2 separate regions of the Macaca mulatta genome follow, and region 1 is linked to region 2. A link is a contact called in public Hi-C data. All regions are on one chromosome and are shown on one strand. The core of a region is the stretch at or near the end of the contact, and the rest is flanking DNA. Distances in the headings are between cores, read along the strand shown. Region 1 holds the start of TAL1 (TAL bHLH transcription factor 1, erythroid differentiation factor). Region 2 holds the start of FOXD2 (forkhead box D2).

The links. Hi-C and Micro-C count contacts between places; a contact is called where the count stands out from the background.
Region 1: a contact with region 2 is called in a Hi-C map of fetal cortex germinal zone, with 5 times the contacts expected there. The contact joins the promoter of TAL1 here to the promoter of FOXD2 in region 2. A contact is called at or near these places in 3 of 14 Hi-C or Micro-C datasets (fetal cortex germinal zone, fetal cortical plate and liver).

What each region holds. Positions count from the first base shown.
Region 1 is chr1:193,459,485-193,462,912 of T2T-MMU8v2.0, forward strand. It overlaps TAL1 (TAL bHLH transcription factor 1, erythroid differentiation factor), which reads left to right and starts at 1,585. Exons shown (of 4, transcript XR_013402274.1): 1 at 1,585-3,428.
Region 2 is chr1:193,256,789-193,260,087 of T2T-MMU8v2.0, forward strand. FOXD2 (forkhead box D2) reads right to left here and starts at 1,789. Exons shown (of 1, transcript XM_015138976.3): 1 at 1-1,789. The coding sequence starts at 1,679. The coding sequence ends at 192. It overlaps LOC114677425, which reads left to right and starts at 1,678. Exons shown (of 3, transcript XM_077983199.1): 1 at 1,678-1,760; 2 at 2,038-2,520. The coding sequence starts at 1,678.

The DNA.
Region 1 (3,428 bases), core at 335-2,834, 200 kb after region 2:
TGGGAATTGGACACCAAAGTTTGGGTGCTGGCTTTTCCTTTGGGTTACTGTAAGTTTTGGCTAAGTCACATCTCTCTGTGTCTTAATTTCTTTCTCTATGATGGTAACCAGAACTCCCATGCAAGTGCATATGCTGTTTTCCTGGGCTACGGACTTTCCGTACATTATTACCCTCACCACCACCTTTTAAAGGTCATATAAGTTAGTTCTCACAATTTTGTGACGTCGACATTATCTCCCCATTTTACAAATGAGAAAACTGAGGTTCAGAGATCAGTGGCTAAAATTCGAACATGTGTTCTTTCCACTCCACCATGAAAGAATGAACCCAGAGACCCTCCGTGGGCTGAGCGCATCATCCAGCTGGCACTGAACTCAGATTCCTACCCCACAGTAAAGACCTTGGTCCCCGCAATGAGTTGATCCCAGGTCCCTGTCCCTGGCTAGGTTTTGACTGCCCCTTTTCATCAACTGAGTTGCAGAGAAGACTCCGTGCCAAATTTTCTTCTAAGGCAGACTCCATCAAGCACTAGCTATGTATCATTCGAAAAGTTACTTGACTTTATGTGCCTCAGTTTTCTCTTCTGTAAATTGAGGATCCAACTTCTCTGGATTGTTTATGAAGAGCAGATTAGTTAGTATTTGTAAAATGCCTAGAATAGTGTTTCAGTCGCTAGACTAAACTTTTTTTTTTTTTTTTTTGAGACGGAGTCTCGCTCTGTCGCCCAGGCTAGAGTGCAGTGGCGGGATCTCAGCTCACTACAAGCTCCGCCTCCCGGGTTTATGCCATTCTCCTGCCTCAGCCTCCCAAGCAGCTGGGACTACAGGCTCCCGCCACCTTGCCCGGCTAGTTTTTTTTTTGTATTTTTTAGTAGAGACGGGGTTTCACCGTGTTAGCCAGGATAGTCTCGATCTCTTGACCTCGTGATCCGCCCCTCTCGGCCTCCCAAAGTGCTGGGATTACAGGCTTGAGCCACCGCGCCCGGCCGACTTTTTTTTTTTTTTTTTTTTTTTTTTTTTTTTTTAAACACCATGTGGGGAGCAGTGTTCCTGGGCTCTGGGCTCAGCCTGAAACCTAGCAGAATGGGCATTTTAATATCCCTGTTGACAGGAGTTCTGCCAGGCCGCCGTAGAGCCCATGAATTTGAGTTACCGGCTCTATTTTAGAAGGGGGTGAAGAGGTAGGGAAGGGCTGGGGAGTTTTCTGGGATAGGGAGGCTGCCCATTGAAATCTGGGTGTCTGGGACACTGGAGGAAGAATAAGAAAGAAGCGCTGGGAGGTGACGATTTTGATATCATGGTGGTCTTCAGAGGTAGGGACAGAGTGTTGGGGTGAGAGTCGCTGAAGAAAGGTGTCTGGAAGGTCAAGGGACTGAGGTTGTGGGGAGCTGGGGTTCCTGAGAGGTCTTGGGATCCGAGATGGGGGCTGGATCTGCTGGGTCCTAGACAGCGCGTCCAAATTAAAATGAATCATTTGGCCCATAATGGCCGAGGCGCTTATCGGGGGCGGGCGGACCCGCGGCACTGCCTTATCTCCGCAGCGCACACGGCCCCGGCGCGCCTCGGCCCATGCTAACGAGGCCTGGAACGTGAGTGGGATTAGAGCGCGTCGGTGGAGGGGCCGGGCGGGCGCGGCGCGGGCGGGGGAGCGGGGGCCGCGGGAGGGGCCGGGCCGCCGCCGCTCAGGACCGGGCCTCAAAATGGCCACACACCTACCCCCGTAGCGGAAAGACGTGAGCATTCTGGCCTTTTTCTAGGGGAAAAGCAACCCGAGGCCTCCCACCGAATTCCTCATCAATTTCCTCCTCTTTTTCCCCACGTCCGCAAAAGAGGTCTTCGCTCCCTTTCCCTCGGTTCCTTTCGATGGGGGGGGGGGCATTTTCCACGGACGCCACCGCCCGGGCTGCCGCCGCCCCTCCCGCCTCGGAGACTCTCTTCCTTCCTTCCCCCTTTTCCTTACGCAATATACAGAAATGCGCGAGGCGGTGGTTGGTTTTCATTTCTTCTTCGTGGTTGTGTGCATGCGGTGGGATTGTGAGAGTGCGTTCATGAGAGCTGTGGGCGGCGTTGGCTGCTTCTGAGTGTGGTCTTCTTGGCGACAGGCTGTGTGTCCCAGTGTGGTGTGCCTGCGCGGTTGGGGTGTGTAGATGTGAACCCTTTGAGGCCCTTCTGTGTTTTCTTCGTTGCGCACGATTGTGCTCCGTTGGCGTTCTCAGCAGGGATCTGGTTCTGTGGGGGGGGGGGGGTGTGTGGCCTCTGCGACTGTGTTTGGGTGGTGTCTTCGTTATGTCGGGCGAGTGTGATTCCGACTGTGTTGGATTGTGTGTCCGTGAGCCGATACGTTTAACCGATTTCGTTGTGTCCTGTTGGGCAGTGTGCGGGGCTGACCAAGTCGGCTTCTGGAGCAGTGCTGAGTGGTGCTTGTTTGTTGCCCTTCTGTGGGGCTGGACCCTGTGTGGTCCTGTCCGCACTGACTTGTGTGCCTGTGTGCCTGTGTCCTTTAGAGGTGCGTTTGCAAATCGCTGGGGGCGGGAGTGGGGGGAGGGCGAGCGAGAGATCGAGGCGCTGGTGGGGGCGGCGGCATGGGGGCGGGGAGCGGGATTTCACATTTTATTCCAAATTATGATGTATTCGGGAGCCAGTTGTTGGCTTGGATGGGCGGACAGAGCCGGGCCGGCGGCTGCTCTGCCCAGAGGCCCGCCTGTGCCTCGGTGTTTGAGGGGTTCGTTGGTGAATGGGAGGATCCTCCAGGCTTGAAGCTGAGCAGCGCTCACCGAGGCCGGCGCCTTCGAGCCGGTCGCTGCGGGCTTCGGTTCCCGCTGCACTCCGGCTTCGTCCATTTCTGGTCAGTTTCGTGGGTGCGGCCGCCGGGGTCCGAGGGAGAGGCCCCGAAAGGACAATGGGCATATTAACCAGGCCTCGCGCCTCGGGTGGGGACATTCGGGATCACCTCCAGGGAAGATTTTCCCGCCCCCTCTTCGGGTGAGCGACGTTGCCGCTTGGGTCTGGTACCCGTGGCATCCGAGACCGAGGCCGAATCCGGGCTCTTGAGGGGACCGGGTTAGTGGGGCCCTAGCTCGGGTTGAAAGGATTTTGTTTAGTCAATTATTATAATTGCCAATGCCATCGCCATCACAATCGTCATCATTAACATCCTATTTTAATTAAAATAATCATCGTAGAGCGCAGCAGTTTGTCCCTTTTGGCTCCTTTGGCGGGAGAACAAAGCAGCGGGTTTTTTCCCCCGCTACCGCCGTTTTCTAAGTTGCTGGGTTTGAGGTAGGAAGAGAAAATGGAGAGAGGCACGGACACAGAGACTTGGTCATAAGGCAAACATTAACCCCCAGCGAACACGCAAACATTAACCCCCCGATAACACGCCGGGAATGGATGGATTCCCCTCTGCTTTCCTCCCCTCCCCTCTTTTG
Region 2 (3,299 bases), core at 539-3,038:
CTGAACGATAGAGCCCGCTTGGTCCCAACTATCTGCGAGATTCTGTGCGTGGAGACTGAAGTGCCGAGTCACGCGTGCCGGCCCAAGGTCTGGAGACTTCATAAATAGACTCCCTGAGTTCCGCTGGGACCGCAGAAGCTCCCGGGAGAGGCTGAGGAGTGCGGACCTAACCGGCCCTGGGCCTGCTGCGGTCAGAAGTGGCAGCCACTAAGGCCGGCGACTTTGCTGGCAAACGGGGACCCTGAGGACAGCAGCGCGTCCCCGGGATGCGAGAGGCGAATGTGGCCCGCTACCGGAGCCAGGGCCGGAGCAGTCAGCATGGCCAAGACCTGGGCTTGGCCCCCAGGACCCGCGGCTGCGGCGAATGGCGGTCCCGGCGAGCCCTCGCCGGCGCCCGGGGGTGCTGCCCCGCCGCCACCGTGGCCCATGATGTGGTCTATAGAGAAGGAAGGCCTTTGCCCTGTTCCGGCGCCCCCGCCGCCTGCACCACCGCCCGCGTCCGTCTTGAGACCCTGGCGCAGAAGTGCGGTGGACAGACCCGCCGCGGTGCCGGCTGCGGGAGGGCTCAGGGACGCCGGGTAGAAGGCTTTGGCGCAGCCCAGCTCGGCGCCCAGGAAGGCGGGCAGGCCTGCGGGGCCCGGGCCCGAGCCTGAGGCTGGCGCAGGAGCTGGGGCAGATGCCGCGCCCGCGAACACCGAGGCCGTCGGAGGTCCGGGTGGAGGCGCGGCGGCGCGGCCTGGGGGAACCGACAGCTGGCAAGGAGCGGCGGCGGCTGCCGCGGCGAAGGCAAAAGCGTGCGGATGCGGATGCGGGTGCGGGTGCGTGGCCGGCCCCGGCGGGGGTGCGCCGTAGGCCGGGAGAGCCAGCCCGTAGCCGTAGCCGTAGGCGCCGTAGGCAGCGAAGCCGGGCAGGAAAGAGCCGGGGTCCCCCGCCGCCGCGGCCCCGCCACGCAGCAGCAGCTCCGGGTGAGGGTGCGGGTGTGGGTGCGGCGGCGGCAGGGGCTGCCGCTTGAAGCGCTTGCGGCGCCGCAGGAAGCTGCCGTTGTCGAACATGTCGGCCGACTCCGGGTCCAGCGTCCAGTAGTTGCCCTTTCCCGGGTTGCCCGGCTCGCGAGGGATCTTGACGAAGCAGTCGTTGAGCGAGAGGTTGTGGCGGATGCTGTTCTGCCAGGCGGGGAACTTCTCCCGGTAGTAGGGGAAGCGGCCGCTGATGAACTCGCAGATCTCGCTCAGCGTCAGCCGCTTCTTGGGGCTCTGCAGGATGGCCATGGTGATGAGCGCGATGTACGAGTAGGGCGGCTTCACCAAAGGGCTCCGCGTCGCCGCGCCCCCCGACGGCGGTCCCGGCCCGGGCCCCGCTGCGCCGCGGGCCGCCGCCGCGCCTGGCCCTGGGCTCCCCGCTGCGGCCGCCGCCCCCCGGGGCGCCAGAGCTCGGGGCTCGCCGTCCGAGCAGCCACCCGACTCTTCCTCGTCCTCGGCTACGTCTGCCTCGGCTTCCTCCGGGGGAGGCTCGTGGCCATGGGGGAGCGCGTCCCGGGGGGCGCGGGGCCCGGAGCGGGCTGGGAGCTCCCCCCCTCCGCTGCCGCCGCCCACCACGTCTATGTCTGCGTCGGCCTCGGACAGCGCGGCCGGGGAGCTCTCGGAGGACATGATCTCGCAGCAGCAGCTGCCCAGGGTCATGGTGCCGCTGCCGCCGCCGCCGCCACTCTCCGGCTCCGCTCCGGCAGCGGCTCCGGCTCGGCCGCGCTGCCTCTGGGGCGAGTGCGTTTTGCGCGCGGGCGGGGAGGGGGCGGGGGACTAAGGCAGGCAGGGAGGGGTGTCCCCCGGCTCCGCAGCGCCCCCTGGCGGCCCAGCTCGGCCGCGCTCACCTTCCAGGGCGCGCCCAGTTGGCGGCCCCCGCCACTACCCCAGGAGCCCGAGCTGGGACCCGCCGCAGGGGCGGAAGGAGCTGAGGCCTTTCCTTACCTGGGCGGGCCTCAGCTCCTAGTCCCCTCGGGGTTGCAGTGGTTGGGGGTGGGGGACTGTCCCTCCCGCCTAGCGGCTGCCTAAGGCGGAAGAGCCGCGGGCCAGGGCGGAGCTCCCTGGGCGGGGTGGGGCGAGGCGGCAGGGGCGGGCGTAGCGCCTCCGCTGAGGGGCCCGGCGGGAACAAACAGCCGCCGCGGCGGGAGCTGGGCTGGAGTGGCCGGAGGTGGGCCCTTGTCTTCGCCGCTGCTCCTGCACCCTGCGCTCTGTGGAGCCGCCGCCTTCAGAACGCTCAGCCCCTGGATGTTAAGGCTCACTCGGGCGCCAGCCGCAGCCAGGGAAGTGGCAGCAGCCCCCACCCGTCCTCTTCCCAAGGCGGCGCCCGGGCCACTGGGGCCGTAGCGCAGTGGGAGCGCGAGCCTGAGACGCCGGGACCCACGCTGCCCCAGCGCGGCCCGCGGCTCCCACCCGAGCTCGCACGACTTCCGGCCCGAGAGGAGACGCATTCGAGTGATCACCAGGAGCAAACTTGGCGCCCGCAGCCTTGGGCCTGGGAGAGGTGAGATTGCGGCGGGGCGCCCTCTCCTCCCTCCGCGGCCGAGCCCGCCACCCCTCTCCGCGTGGGGAGGCCGGGCAGAGCGGCTGCAGCTGTGGCCGCGTTCCTGGGGCGCGGGCCGGTCTGCCGCTCCGAGTTTGCCTGTCCTCCGACCCTCTCGGTCTCGGCATCCGTTTGTCTCGGTCTCTGTGACTGTCTCACTCTCCATGAGTCTCTGTGGAAACGGCATTTGCCTGGGTGTGTCTGTTCACGGGTCTGGGAATCCGCTTAATTTCTCCCTCTCCTCTCCCTGGCCCCAGTTGCCCTGAGGACTGGACACCCCCTACCTTCCTGGCTCCCAGGGTTCTGGGCCCCACCGACAGGCGGCAGGACCCCCTCCGCCCCCCGCCCAACACCCGGTCAGTGAACCCTAACCTCGACCAAGTGTTGCCTTCATCTCAAAAGTCTTGTGCAAGTAAGGTTGGCCCTGTGCCTTGTTTCTCACCAGCCAGGTTCCTGCCCATCCTATTAGACCTCTTTCTCCCCTGGCCTCCCTCCAGGACCCAGAAACAAGCAGCTTCAACACAGAGTGGACCCATTTCAACCTCTGGGGCACGGAAGGGGGAGATGGGCGCTGGACGTGAGCAAGAACTGAGGGGATGCCTGGGCTGCTGCCCCGACAGCGCCGCACGGTGGCCAAAGCTCGGGCGTGCGAGGTCGGAATCCCAGCTGCCTCCGCTGTCGCAAGGCTGTGTGACCCTCATTAGATGACTTCCCCGCTTCGGAGCCTCAGTTTCTGGGTC